2 separate regions of the Macaca mulatta genome follow, and region 2 is linked to region 1. The links are chromatin contacts, called in public Hi-C maps. All regions are on one chromosome and are shown on one strand. Each heading gives the region's core, a stretch centred on a gene start, on an enhancer-like site or on the middle of the called end of the contact. The rest is flanking DNA. Distances are from core to core; before and after follow the strand shown. Region 1 holds the start of RSRC2 (arginine and serine rich coiled-coil 2). Region 2 holds the start of DENR (density regulated re-initiation and release factor).

Region 1 (6,585 bases), core at 2,143-4,642:
AGGCATATTTAATAAATAACTTCAGTAAATAGCACTGTAAAGATTGAACTGTTAAAACTAAAGGCACTTACAAGGCCAGTGCTGTGGCTCATGCCTGTAATCCTAGCATTTTGGGAGGTTGAGGTGGGCGGACAACCTGAGGTCATGAGTTTAAGACCAGCCTAGCCAACATGGTAAAACCCCGCTTCTACTAAAAACACAAAAATTAGCTGAGTTTGGTGGGGTGTGCCTGTAATACCAGCTACTTAAGAGGTTGAGACAGGAAAATGGCTTGAACCCAGGAAGCAGAGGTTGAAGTGAGCTAAGATTGCACTACTGCCCCTCCAGTCTGGGAAAGAATGTGACAGAGACTGCACATGGCCCACAAAGCCAAAAATATTTACTATCCAGCCCTTTACAGAAATAGTTTATGGACTTTTCACAACATCAGAAGGAATCTGGATTGAATAAAGAGGGAATCGATATAGTCTTCAGCAGAAGGAATCACATTAGAGAACTTCCTCCTTTAGGAAAATTAGTCCAGAAAATGAATACCAAATATCAAGTACAATGAATGGGTGTATTGCATTTTAACAAATGAAGATGTGAGAAGTCGGGTTACTTCAACAAGTATTTACTGAGGGTCAAAAATGTGCCAAAATCAATGCTAGACTTAGGGAATAAAACAATAAATTAAAAAAAGAAAGGTTTTACAGTTCAATTATGAGGTGAAAGACATAAATTACATGTTATTCCTCTAACAATGGTATAAAAAGAACAGTAAGAAATAAAAGAAAGTAACTCCCAGGGAGGCTTTCATGCCAGCATATTGTATACGTACTTATTTCTCCAGTCTGGGTGACTTCTGGAACCACAAAATTTTTATGCCGAAAGGTTTTCATCCCTTATAATAGAGTTCAACTTTGTCGTTTCACAGATGAGATCCAGCAACATCAGCTGACTTGCTTAAAATGATACTGCATCTCCATCTCTTTACTGTCTTTATTACTAATAAATGATGCTGTATTATTAAGGACGATTCTGATTTTTCAAGTGAATAGTGGACATTTGGATTTTTTTCATCATTCTCCTTAAGGACTATTTCAGACTCATCTACTACTTGCTAAGTGTTTGTACAGCTTACACTTGGTAAACAGAAGGGATCTCAAAAATTTCAAGCACCGCTATCACTTCTCTCAGTGCATGACACTTTGTCAGAGACAGAATTCCTTAACTACTGGCAATCCCATTTACTTCTGCAGAGAACAAGACTAGAATCAAAAGCAACCTTTGCATGGAAAAGTTAGGCAATTTTCAGGCAACGGTTTATCTAACTTTATGCTTAACATCACAAAGCTAGGCAACAGAGAAAACTCCCTGTGACACAGGCTAACCTAAACTTACATCAACCATTTTCATCTGTAAAACAGACTACGGAGCAACAACAAAAACCGTCTTAACACTAAACAGATAGGAATGACAGGTGGTCACTGAGGCCATGGAAAACTTTTATTTCCCTGAGGATATTTTATAGTAGCATAATGTAGGTATCCAGGAAAAAACCCACCAACTGAATATTAAAATTGCTCTGAAATTATCTAAGCTTTAATTTAGTACGAATCTATGTGTACACATAAACGTTAACTGCAAAACAGCCTTCTATTCCAGCACTGGCTCTACGAGGCAGCCACTTTGGTTTCTTACCATTTACATTTTGTTGCAAACTCTAATAACGGCTCGAAACATAGTAGACAAATCTTTTTCCACTGCGAAGGATGTAAGCACTGGATTGAATACTAGGCCACTTCTCTAGGGGACTGTCTTTTTATTGAACAAGGCACAGCAGAAGTACATGTTTGAATTCACTTTTTAAAATACTGGAACCCGGTCGGGCGCGGTGGCTCACGCCTGTAATCCCAGCACTTTGGGAGGCCGAGGCGGATGGATCATCTGAGGTCAAGAGTTCGAGACCAGCCTGTCCGACATGGTGAAACCCCGTCTCTACTAAAAATACAAAAAAATCAGCCGGGTGTGGTGGTGGGCACCTGTAACCCCAGCTACTTGGAGGCTGAGGCAGGGGAATCACTTGAACCCGGGAGGCGGATGTTGCAGTGAGCCAAGATCGCGCCATTGCACTCCAGCCTGGACAAGAGCAAAACTCCGTCTCAAAAAAACACAAAAAAACCCTGCAACCCAAGAAAAATAGTATTACTCTTTAAGTATACTGAGGCCCAAAACACTAAACAAATGAAAACAGTAAGTAAAAACAACGAGTCCAAACTCAATCAACTAGATATTGGAGGGGTAGGGAGAGGAAGAAAATCATCTGCCTAATACCAGGCATTCCAATTATCGGGAAGAGCAAACTTTAAAATTATCACTACGTTTAAGAGTCATAATTATTACCGAAAATGATATAATTTTTTAGTCAGTAAAAAGGAATGTAAAATATTTATATTTTCCTTTTAACGGAATAAAAAAAGTAAGCATAAAATAATGTGGATCCGTCAGAATTGGGCATCTTACACACACGCAGGCTTATTGTTCAGAATAGGTAATTTACGAACGGCAGCTTCTCTTGGGTCAACGAAGGGTTTAAATTTAAAGAAGCAAGGTCAGTGACAAGACTTAACTATAATTCTTCTCGGACTTCAAATTGATGACATCACGGGCCACTTCGGAAACCGCGCATCAGTCAGAACTGGTAGTTCTACAACCTTTTAAGCTGAATTTTCACTCCCTTTCAGCAATACTTTCCTAGCTCGTTAATACACAATAATAAGGCTTACACTGACGAACACTAATTGAAATTTTACAACTAGAAACATCTCATTGACGGTACAAAAAAAAAAAATCGCTACAAGTCGCTCTCTTCTGCCACACTATCCCTTAACAGACACCACCTTTTTGATCCAGTACTTTTCAGAGACCACTCCTGATCGTCTTTCTCTTTCCCAGCCCCTTTCTCCACTGCAAATTCTCAGGCCCTAAAAAAACTTAGCATAAATCACTAGCCAGGGTGAATAAGCGAAAATGGAGGAAGTTCAGCGGGGCAAAAGGAACGTAGGATTGGAGAAGAGAGGAGGAAAGTTCTGGAAAAAAAAGGCACTCCCTGCAGCTCCCCACCCCCATCAACACCGCCTTACTTCCCCCTCCCTACAGCAGGCAGCCATGATGGCGGGCGCAGAAGAAGGCCGCGGCGCCATTTTGTCCACACACATACACACGAACAAGGCTCTGGGAGCCGTTCACCCACTCCTTGGAATGTCGTAGAAAAATATCCCTGGCGTTAAACTCAGATTCGGTACCTACCGCCATAGTTCAGAGTCCCGGCCGCTAGAGCGGCGCCTCCACTTGTCGCTTTCAACAGTACCGGCCGCTCCGAAGCTTCGCCTCAGACTAAATCGCTCGCGCGAGAGACCCGGATGGCACAAAGGCGAGGAGGCCCGGCGCGTCGCACAGCTTGCTGGGAGTAAAAAGGGCGGTAACAAGAGTTTCTATAACAACGCAATTCGAGGCGGTGATTGGGTGTTCTTTCAAAGGGGCGTGTAAGGACCATGAAGAGGGCGGGGCCAAGAATACAGCCTAGGAATGCGCAGTCGGGAGAACAAAACTGGCGGAACTCAGGGTGGGGCAACGTCCTATTTCGAGTTTAAAGTAATCTTGGTCTCTTCCGGCCGCCGTAAAGGGGTTGGGTTTAGTGTTCTCCCGCCAATTTAAACCTGTGAGATGGAACCTAAAGATTAGAGGCGGTTGTGTGAGTCAGGAAGAGGGGCGGCATACTTGATTGTTTCTCTTTAGTTTCTTCGATTGCAGGTGAGGACGGGGAGTTGCGCTGTGTAGGGAACTGGGGGTGGGTTCAGGACGAAGTAACTGCAGCCTCTCCTCAGTTCCTGTTTTTCCCTTTAACGCCGTCAGGAGAGAGGTTGGAGTCGGTTTTTGCGGGCGGCGGTGTCCAGCGGAGAGCGTTTAAGTACGGAGGCCTAACTGACAAGTGTTTCATCTTGCTCATTCTCTCCTGTTCGCGAATCTGTTCTGCATTCCGCCGCCAGAGTGATCTCAAAATTATCAAATCAGGCCACTCGTTTGCTGAGTTCCCCTCTACCCCTTGTACTGAGAATAAAATTCAATCTTGAAGTCGAGGTTTTTTGGGCTCCACTGCTCTCTCCCTCACTGTCTTCTACTTTTGCTTTCACCCGGCAGCAGCATCAAACGCTTCCTACCCAGCCTCTGAGCCTTTGCACTCTGTTCCCTCTGTCTACGTCACGTTCCGCCTGAGTTTTGCGTGCTTGACTTCTTGTTATTCAGGTCTCAGCTCAGATGTCACCTCCTTCCCTTCCCAAACAAATCCTCCTTCAGCGACGCCTCACCTCATCCATTTAATCACTGTTTCCTTCAAATCATTTAACACTTTTTGCAATTATTTGTGCATTTGCTTTTTTTGTAGAGGTAGCGTAACAAGATGTGTATTAACTATTTTATTTTTGTCCGTTTTTCCCGCAAAAACATAAACTTCGTAATGGCAAAGACATTTTGTGCTTTGTTCAAGCTATACTGCCAGCTCCTACAAAGGTGCCTGGCACATAGTAAATAGGTATTCAGTAAACATCTGTTGAACAAGTAAATGTGGCAGTTATGGGCGGTTTCTCTATTTCACAGATGTGGGAAATTGAGACCTATAAAGGTATTCATTCCAGCCTGTCCCTCCTTCTTCATCTCCTCACTCCCACCCAAACACCAGTCACTAAAACTGTTCTCTATTCTCCAAACATGTTTTGTTTCTGTTCCCTTGCTTATGCTCTTAGGAAGAACTCTTTCAACATTTATAAAACTATGATCTTCAATTCTCAGCCCAAGTGTTACCTGCTTCCACTAACAACAAATTAGCTAACACCTAAAATTGAATGTTTGCCATCAACCAAGCATTGTTCTGTGAACATTTAAAACTCAAAACATTGGGAGTCTGAAGCAGAAAGATTGCTTGAGCCCAGGAGATCAAGGCCAGCCAGGGCAAAATAGTGAGACCCTTGTCTCTCAAAAAACCAGAAGTAAAAAATAGAAAACTCCTTCAGGTGGGTACAACTACGTTAGTCCCTTGGTATTGGTATCCACAGGAGATTGGTTCCGGGACCTCCCACAGATACCAAAACCCTGGGATGCTTAAGTCCCTGTCATAAAATGACATAGTATTTGCATGTAGCCTGGGAACATCTGCCTGTATCCTTTGAATCATCTCTAGACTACTTATCTTGCCTAACAATGTAAATGCGCTATGCCTGTAGGTGGAATCTAGGGATGTGGAACACATGGATATGGAGGGCCAACTATATGTATATATATGTATTTTTCCAAGATGGAGTTTCACTCTTGTTGCCCAAGCTGGAGTGCAGTGGCACATCTCAACCTACTGCAACCTCCGCCTCCCGGGTTCAAGCAATTCTCCAGCCTCAGCCTCCTGAGTAGCTGGGATTACAGGCGCACACCACTACGCCCAGCTAATTTTTTGCATTTTTAGTAGAGAGGGGGTTTCGTCATGTTGGCCAGGCTGGTCTCAAACTCCTGACCTCAGGTGATCCACCCACCTAAACCTCCCAAAGTTCTGGGATTATAGGCATGAGCCACCATGCCTGGCCTGTATATTCTTATTTTATAAATTAGAGAATTGAGGAACAGAAAGATTAAGTGATCACCCAAGGACAACTGCCTAGTCATTGTGAAAGAGCACCAAGTCAGAAATTGTTTCTTCCTTGTGCTATACCTTTTATAGATATTAAAACATACTTCTAGTAGCACTTATGAAACCAATTGTAATTATTTGATTATCATTCCCTACCAGTCTTGATCCAAGGATTGTTTTTCTCCTTAGTGTTCTTTTCCCACCCAGACTCCAGGTAATATGGTTTATGTAAACCTTTACTTTTTCAGATGGTTAAACCTCATAAGGTTTCAAGCTTAGTCTTTGGTCCAGAAACCTAATTCATTTTTTTCTCCTTCCCTAATCATTTTTATTTGTTGTATAATAATACTATGATAGCATTAATGGACTTTTTCTGAACTTCATCTGGAAACTTATCCTATGATATCCCAGACAATCTGGCAATTAAACCTACACTGTTTGCTGCTATACTGATTAAAGGTTTATTTCTAATGAAAACTTGGTATAATTCCAAACTAGACACACAAAAGTAGTGGAAGCTCTAGGATACATTGGTAAGATCAGAATTGTTGGTCTGTGTGCATAAACCAATATGTTCTCTGGTAACCATGATAGCTCTAGCTCCATTTATGTTATTGGCCCAAAGTGTTTAGTGGCCACAGCAATAACAAGAAGGCAAGGATGTCTGTATATGTTAATGTTAGACTTTTGTTTTTGTTTTGTGAGTAAGCTTTCTCATTTCCCAAGGAACCGGGTTCTATGCAACAAGATAATATGGTGTCTAATTTTATGTTGTTACAGGAAAGACAGTGGTTCCTGACTCAGGAAGACAGTCTCAGAAACATGTGGAATGATATTGAGCTGCTAACAAATGATGATACCGGAAGTGGGTACCTGAGTGTCGGTTCAAGAAAAGAACATGGAACTGCTTTATATCAAGTAGATATGCT
Region 2 (6,675 bases), core at 1,124-3,623, 240 kb after region 1:
CATTCCCTTAACTCTCACATCCCTGCAAGCGTTGTAGTGTTGTGGGAAGTCAGGGACCCTGAACGGAGGGACCGGCTGAAGCCGTGGCAGAAGAACATAAATTGTGAAGATTTCATGGACATTTATTAGTTCCCCAAATTAATACTTTTATAATTTCTTATACCTGTCTTTACTGTAATCTCTGAACATAAATTGTGAAGATTTCATGGACACTTATTACTTCCCCAGTGAATATCCTTGTGATTTCCTATGCCTGTCTTTACTTTAATCTCTTAATCCCGTCATCTTCTTCGTAAGCTGAGGAGGATGAATGTCGCCTCGGGACCCTGTAATTGTGTCAACTGCATAAATTGTTTGTAGAGCATGTGAGTTTGAATATGAAATCTGGGCATCTTAAAAAAAGAACAAGATAACAGCAATGTTCAGGGAACAAGAGAGGTAACTTTGAACTGGCCGCCGGTGAGCTGGACAGAACAGAGCTACATTCCTCCTCTTTCATAAGCAAATAGGAGAAATATCACTGAATTCTTTTTCTCAGCAAGGAACATCCCTGAGAAAGAGAATGCGCCCTGAGGGTAGGCCTATGAATGGCCCTCTCAAAGCGGGCTTTTATGGTCTTTTATGGTCGAAGCTGAAGGGATGAAATAAGCCCCGTCTCCTGTAGCGCTCCCAGGCTTATTAGGATGAGAAAATTCCTGCCTAATAAATTTTGGTCAGACAGGTTATCTGCTCTCAAACCCTGTTTCCTGATAAGATGTTATCAATGACAATGCCTGCCGAAACTTCATTAGCAATTTTAATTTCACCTCATCTGGTGGTCCTGTGATCTCGCCCTGCCTCCATTTGCTTTGTGATATTTTATTACCTTGTGAAGTATGTGATCTCTGTGACCCACACCCTATTCGTGCACTCCCTCCCCTTTTAAAAATCGCTAATAAAAACTTGCTGGTTTTATGGCTCGGGGAACATCACAGATCCTGCGAGACATGTGATGTCTCCCCCGGACACCCACCTTTAAATTTCTCTCTCTCGTGCTCTTTCCCTACCCAGCCGAGACACTTAGGAAATAGAAAAGAACCCACGTTAAACATCGGGAGTGGGTTCTCCCGATATTGCAGTGTTATTCCCATTTCACAAACGGGACTCAGGCTGAATAGGAAGGGATTTTCTCAAGACGAAACGAGACACAAGGTACGTGGTTAAGTCTACCAGGCTTCAGCCTCCTGAGAAAGTCTGAGATAGGGTAGATTAACTCCAATTTAGAACACCTATAAGATAGGTAAACACAAAGGTGATAAAAAATTATCTTTAGTCAGTGAGACTGTGGGCAATGAAAGACACATAGATAGCATTGATATTATCTTTTCAAGAGTTTCCCCTGGGCTGGGTGCGGTGGCTCATGCCTGTAATCCGATCACTTAGGAGGTCGAGGCTGGCGGATCACCTGAAGTCGGGAGATTGAGACCAGCCTGATCAACATGCAGAAACCCCGTCTCTACTAAAAATACAAAATTAGCCGGGCATGGTGGCGCATGCCTGTAATCCCAACTACTCAGGAGGCTGAGGCAGGAGAATAGCTTGTGGTTCCAACTACTTGGAAGGTCGAGGCTGCAGTGAGCCGTGTTTGTGCAACTGCACTCCATCCAGCCTAGGTGACAGTGAGACGCTGTCAACACATAAAGGATGAAGAAAGGAAGGGAGGGAGGGAGGAAGTAAGGAAAGAAGGAAGAAAAGGAGGGAGGGAAGGGGAAGAGAGAGAGAGAGACAGAGACAGAAAGAAAGAAAAAGAAGAAAGAGAAAGAAAAGAAAGAGAGAGAGAAAAGGAGGAAAGAAAGAATTCCTTTAATTTAGTGTATGGTGTTAAAATGCAACCACACGCTCTATCCCGCAGAGAGAAAGGAAGAGAGGAAGGAAAGAAGGAAGGGAGGGTGGAAGGGAGGAAGGAAGTGAGGGAGGGAGAAAACATTCCTTTAATTTAGTGTATGGTGTTAAAATGCAACCAAAAGCTCTATCCGGCTGCAATCTCCCCGCACAGGAGTGATTTATGCAGTAGTTGGAGGTTAGTCAGAACTCCAGGATACACCGCAGACACCGGGGCGATGATCCTCCGGCCCATTAATAGGGAGTCATTTCTGACTCACGTGCACTCTCTGCCGTTACAGGTCGCGCTCCCCTCGGCGCACCCGTCTCGAGGATTCATCCTCTCCAACGGGTGACTAGCACCGCCTACCGGCGGCCCGCCTCTTGGCCGCTTGGCCACGCCCCCGCCCTGGAGCGCAAGGCGCATGATCCCCAATTTTTCTCCGCCCCCGTCTTCCGGCTTCTCGCGACATCCGCCCAGCGGCGGTCGGAGTCTCGCGATAAAGGCTCATTGTCTCGCGGGAGCGCTGCTGGCGGACTGGCTTTCGGGCGGCCGTGGCCGGGGAGGCGAGTTGCATGTGTCGGTTCAGCTGGCGATAGCGGCGGGAGCGGAGCCGGCGGGGCCTGTGCGACCGCCTGGGTAACGACACCAAGTGCTTCTCCCGCTCCCCAGAAGCTCGTAGAGAGTGTGGGGGAAGCTGAGATGCTGCCTGGCGGAAGGGGGCCGGGCCGGGCGTCTCCACACCCCCGCCCACAAGGGCCCCTTCTGGCGTCCCCGGGGTTGCTCCTTCGCCTCAGACCTGGTCGCCCTTGTCCCCTCAGTGCTCTTACATTCTGTCCTCGTTTTCTGTTCACATCCTCCTTAGGCTCTGGTCACCCCGCCCCCTCCCATGCCCTTTTTAGAGTCCCCAGGCCCTTCCCGTGGCGTTTAGCTGCCCCCACACCGTGCACCCCGGGCTCCTCTGATGACCCACCCCTCGTTCCTTGGCATTTCCAGCCTCTGCATTCGGCACCTTTGTAGCCCTTCTCTCTTAGTGCAGTTTGCATCCCTCCCAGACCACCCTTAGACCTTTTTGCTCCGTGTCTGCCTAGGGTACTCACCCCATCTTTCCTTCCCCATTGCTTCCTCTTTTTTACTAGTGAGTGCCTCTGCCCCATCCTTCATGGTCCATTTGCTGCTTCCTTCCCTGTAGGTCTGTGGACCAAGGAGATCTTGTGCCTGGGATTGCTTATATTTTATGAATCGAATGCAGCTTGTGTCCCCCACTCAACAACAAAATTGAAACAGCTTCGGGTTGGGGGGATTTCTGTTGAGAGGAATGCTGTTCTTCTGGGGTCTTCATTCTAAAATAGTGAGGGTGTGTTATTTTCCTTGCTTACAGGTTTGTGAAATGGCTGCTGACATTTCGGAATCCAGCGGGGCTGATTGCAAAGGAGACTCAAGGAACAGTGCCAAGTTAGATGCCGATTACCCACTTCGAGTCCTTTATTGTGGAGGCAAGTGTTGGTAGCCACAGAATGACTTTTACTCACTATATTTTTATGCATTATAATAATAGTTTGACATTTGGTGGTACTAAGTTTTTTCCCCCATCTTTTTCATTTGGTGAATTTGTGCTGGGGGAGAGGAGTGCTGGGGAGGAGGAGGCATGAATTAACAGCTTCCCAATCTGAGTGATTTGTGTCTGGCTACTCTGACTGAAGAAGCTTACAGTCCGTTTGGAATAGAGATGTGCAGCTAGGTTATTTCAGCCTGCAGGTCCTCAAGGTGTACGCTAGTCTAGCTATCAAAGGAGGGCTTCTTGGAAGATCCTGAGTTAAGGATGGCAAGAACTGGATGAGAAGGTGGGGAAGGGCGTCCCAGACAAAGCGAACGACTATGTAGAAAAAGCTTGATGGTGGCCGGGCGTGGTGGCTCACGCCTGTAATCCCAGCACTTTGGGAGGCCGAGACGGGTGGATCACGAGGTCAGGAGATCGAGACCATCCTGGCTAACACGGTGAAACCCGGTCTCTACTAAAAATACAAAAATTAGCCGGGCGCGGTGGCGGGCGCCTGTAGTCCCAGCTACTCGGGAGGCTGAGGCAGGAGAATAGCGTGAACCCGGGAGGCGGAGCTTGCAGTGAGTGGAGATTGCACCACTGCACTCCAGCCTGAATGACGGAGCGAGACTCCATCTCAAAAAAAAAAAAAAAAGAAAAAACTTGATGGCTGATGGCTGTGAAGAAGCGACCAGCTTTGAGTTTGTATGGTGTATCGTATAGGGAGGGTGCCCATTAAGGAGTGAGAGAAGGTGAGGTTGGAGTGTTGGGTGGTAGGACAGTTAGGAAAGTCTTCTTGGTTTGAATCATGATATATGCATTAGGTTTAATCAAGATCTTTTTCACTTTCAAGTGTTTTTCTTCATTTTCAATATAGAAATATTTGTGAATTGTAAATGCTGTATGTATTCGCATCTTGGAAACTTTCAGAAAAATTTGAAGATACAGGACAGTAAAAGGGCAAGTAAATATTTTTTCAGTAAATATTTCTCAGAACTTACTGTGTGCCTAGTGATGTTTTAGGTGCTGCGGCTTGAATAGTGAATAAGTCAAAAGATCCTTGTTCACATGGACCTTACATTCTGTGACTACAGTAGAGACCTCATCTGACATTTAAGTACCATAGAAGGAGAAATGATGTCATTGAGTTAAAAAATTCTAACAATTCATTATTTATTGAGTATCTTCGATAGTGAAATAAACTTAGCACACAGTACCTCAGCAAGAGAGTAGGCGGTGAAACTTTTTGTAGGGCTTGTTGAGTTAGGTTACAATATTGGTCTTACTTGGTTATATTATTTGCGTTTGGAGTTACAGACCAGGGCTTGCATTTTGACTCCAGCACTTACCGGGTTTGTGACCCCAGGCAGGTTACTTGATTTCTCTATTCAAGTAACTTTCCCAGGGTCCTTTTCTAAGGTCTGTAAAATGAAGATAATGATTACGTCTTAAGTCAGATGATTCGTATAAAGTTCCAGGTACAGCAACTAACATGAGAATTTAGTTCATGAAATGCTATTACTATATTAGAAAAGTATACTAGTTTGGTTTCTTCACCTTTGTGTGGCAGATGTAGTAGAGAGCTATTGTACTCTTTCATCAAATTTAGGAGTCCATATTTTATAAGGTACACTATTGTTTTAGGTTCCACTAAGAAAAAGTGATACCAGTTAGATGGACATGACATAATTAGAAGATGTAGCCCTATAAAAATTTTAAAAATACGTTAGAATTGATGAAATACAGTATATGAAGACCATGCTGTTAAATTGCTTATGTCATTCCTAAAGTAGCTTTTATAGTATTACACTATTCAGACCAACCCACCGATAATTTATGTTGACAGGAGGCCACTAATCTTTTGGAGAAGGTTTTTTTTTTTTTTTTTTTTTTTGAGATGAAGTTTCACTCTTTTGAGACGGAGTCTCGCTCTGTCGCCCAGGCTGGAGTGCAGTGGCGCGATCTCGGCTCACTGCAAGCTCCGCCTCCCGGGTTCACGCCATTCTCCTGCCTCAGCCTCCCGAGTAGCTGGGACTACAGGCGCCCACAACCGCGCCCGGCTAATTTTTTGTATTTTTAGTAGAGACGGGGTTTCACCGTGGTCTCGATCTCCTGACCTTGTGATCCGCCCGCCTCGGCCTCCCAAAGTGCTGGGATTACAGGCGTGAGCCACCGTGCCCGGCCGAAGTTTCACTCTTGTTGCCCAGGTTGGAGTGCAATGGCGTGATTTCGGCTCACTGCAATCTCTTGCCTCCCAAGTTCAAGCGATTCTCCTGTCTCAGCCTCTGGAGTAGCTGGAATTACAGGCATGTGCCACCACGCCCGGCTAATTTTGTATTTTTAGTAGAGACGGGGTTTCTCCATGTTGGTCAGGCTGGTCTCGAACTCCTGACCTCTGGTGATCTGTCCACCTCAGCCTCCCAAAGTGCTGGGATTACAGGTGTGAGCCACCGTGCCCGGCAAAAGGTTTATTCTTTTCATTTCCTTCTCTACTTTGTATTGGTGTATAGGCAGTAGGATGGGGAAAAGGATACTTTTTCATTAAGGAGTTTAAGGTCTAGTTAATGAGAAACATCGAGGGAATATTAAATGGTATTGACTATAACAATGAATTAGACATTCAGGAAAGGGGGAGGTCTTTGTTCAGAGGGAAGTAGAGAAGTTTTCAAGGAAGTAGGGTTTGAGTTAAGCCTTAGGTGATGGGTAGAACTTGCAAGGAAGGGATTAATAAAAACAATATAGTAGCAAATTTTATTATAGTATCTTCAGGAGAGACAGAAGAAAGGGCAGATGGTAGCAGAATGCTGGATTGGAGTATAGTGAGAAACGAGGAAGTCATTTTGTCTTCAGGGTTGAGACCTCAGACGCTGAAGTCTACCTCAGTTTAAATCCTGGCTCTGCCTTTTACTGACATTGTGACCTTGGCCAATTCACTCATCCATGAAATGGGGCATCACAGTAGAGACTACGTCAGAGGGTTCTTGAGTAAGTGAAGTAACACAAGGAAAATGTGTAACAATGTTTGGCACATGGTAAGTTCTCGGCAAATGTTATATGTTATTATCCCTGAAAGTCAGATGAGAAGTTCAGAGTATTCTAGAGAATACTAGCTTAGAGAAGTTCAGATTATTGCTATAGTCTCCATCGTCTATGAGGGACTTAGGTTGATGCAAAAGTAATTGCAGTTTTTGCCATTAAAAGTAACAGCAAAAACTGCAATTACTTTTGCACCAACCTAATCGGGTTTTTTGTTTGTTTGTTTTTTGAGATGGAG

The links. A called contact is a pair of places that touch in the nucleus more often than the background predicts.
Region 2: a contact with region 1 is called in a Hi-C map of liver, with 4 times the contacts expected there. The contact joins the promoter of DENR here to the promoter of RSRC2 in region 1. A contact is called at or near these places in 3 of 14 Hi-C or Micro-C datasets (fetal cortex germinal zone, fetal cortical plate and liver).

The regions. Positions count from the first base shown.
Region 1 is chr11:129,897,666-129,904,250 of T2T-MMU8v2.0, forward strand. RSRC2 (arginine and serine rich coiled-coil 2) reads right to left here and starts at 3,393. Exons shown (of 10, transcript XM_077955640.1): 1 at 3,292-3,393. It overlaps KNTC1 (kinetochore associated 1), which reads left to right and starts at 3,589. Exons shown (of 64, transcript XM_015151761.3): 1 at 3,589-3,795; 2 at 6,437-6,585. The coding sequence starts at 6,479.
Region 2 is chr11:130,134,263-130,140,937 of T2T-MMU8v2.0, forward strand. DENR (density regulated re-initiation and release factor) reads left to right here and starts at 2,374. Exons shown (of 8, transcript XM_015151759.3): 1 at 2,374-2,500; 2 at 3,243-3,357. The coding sequence starts at 3,252.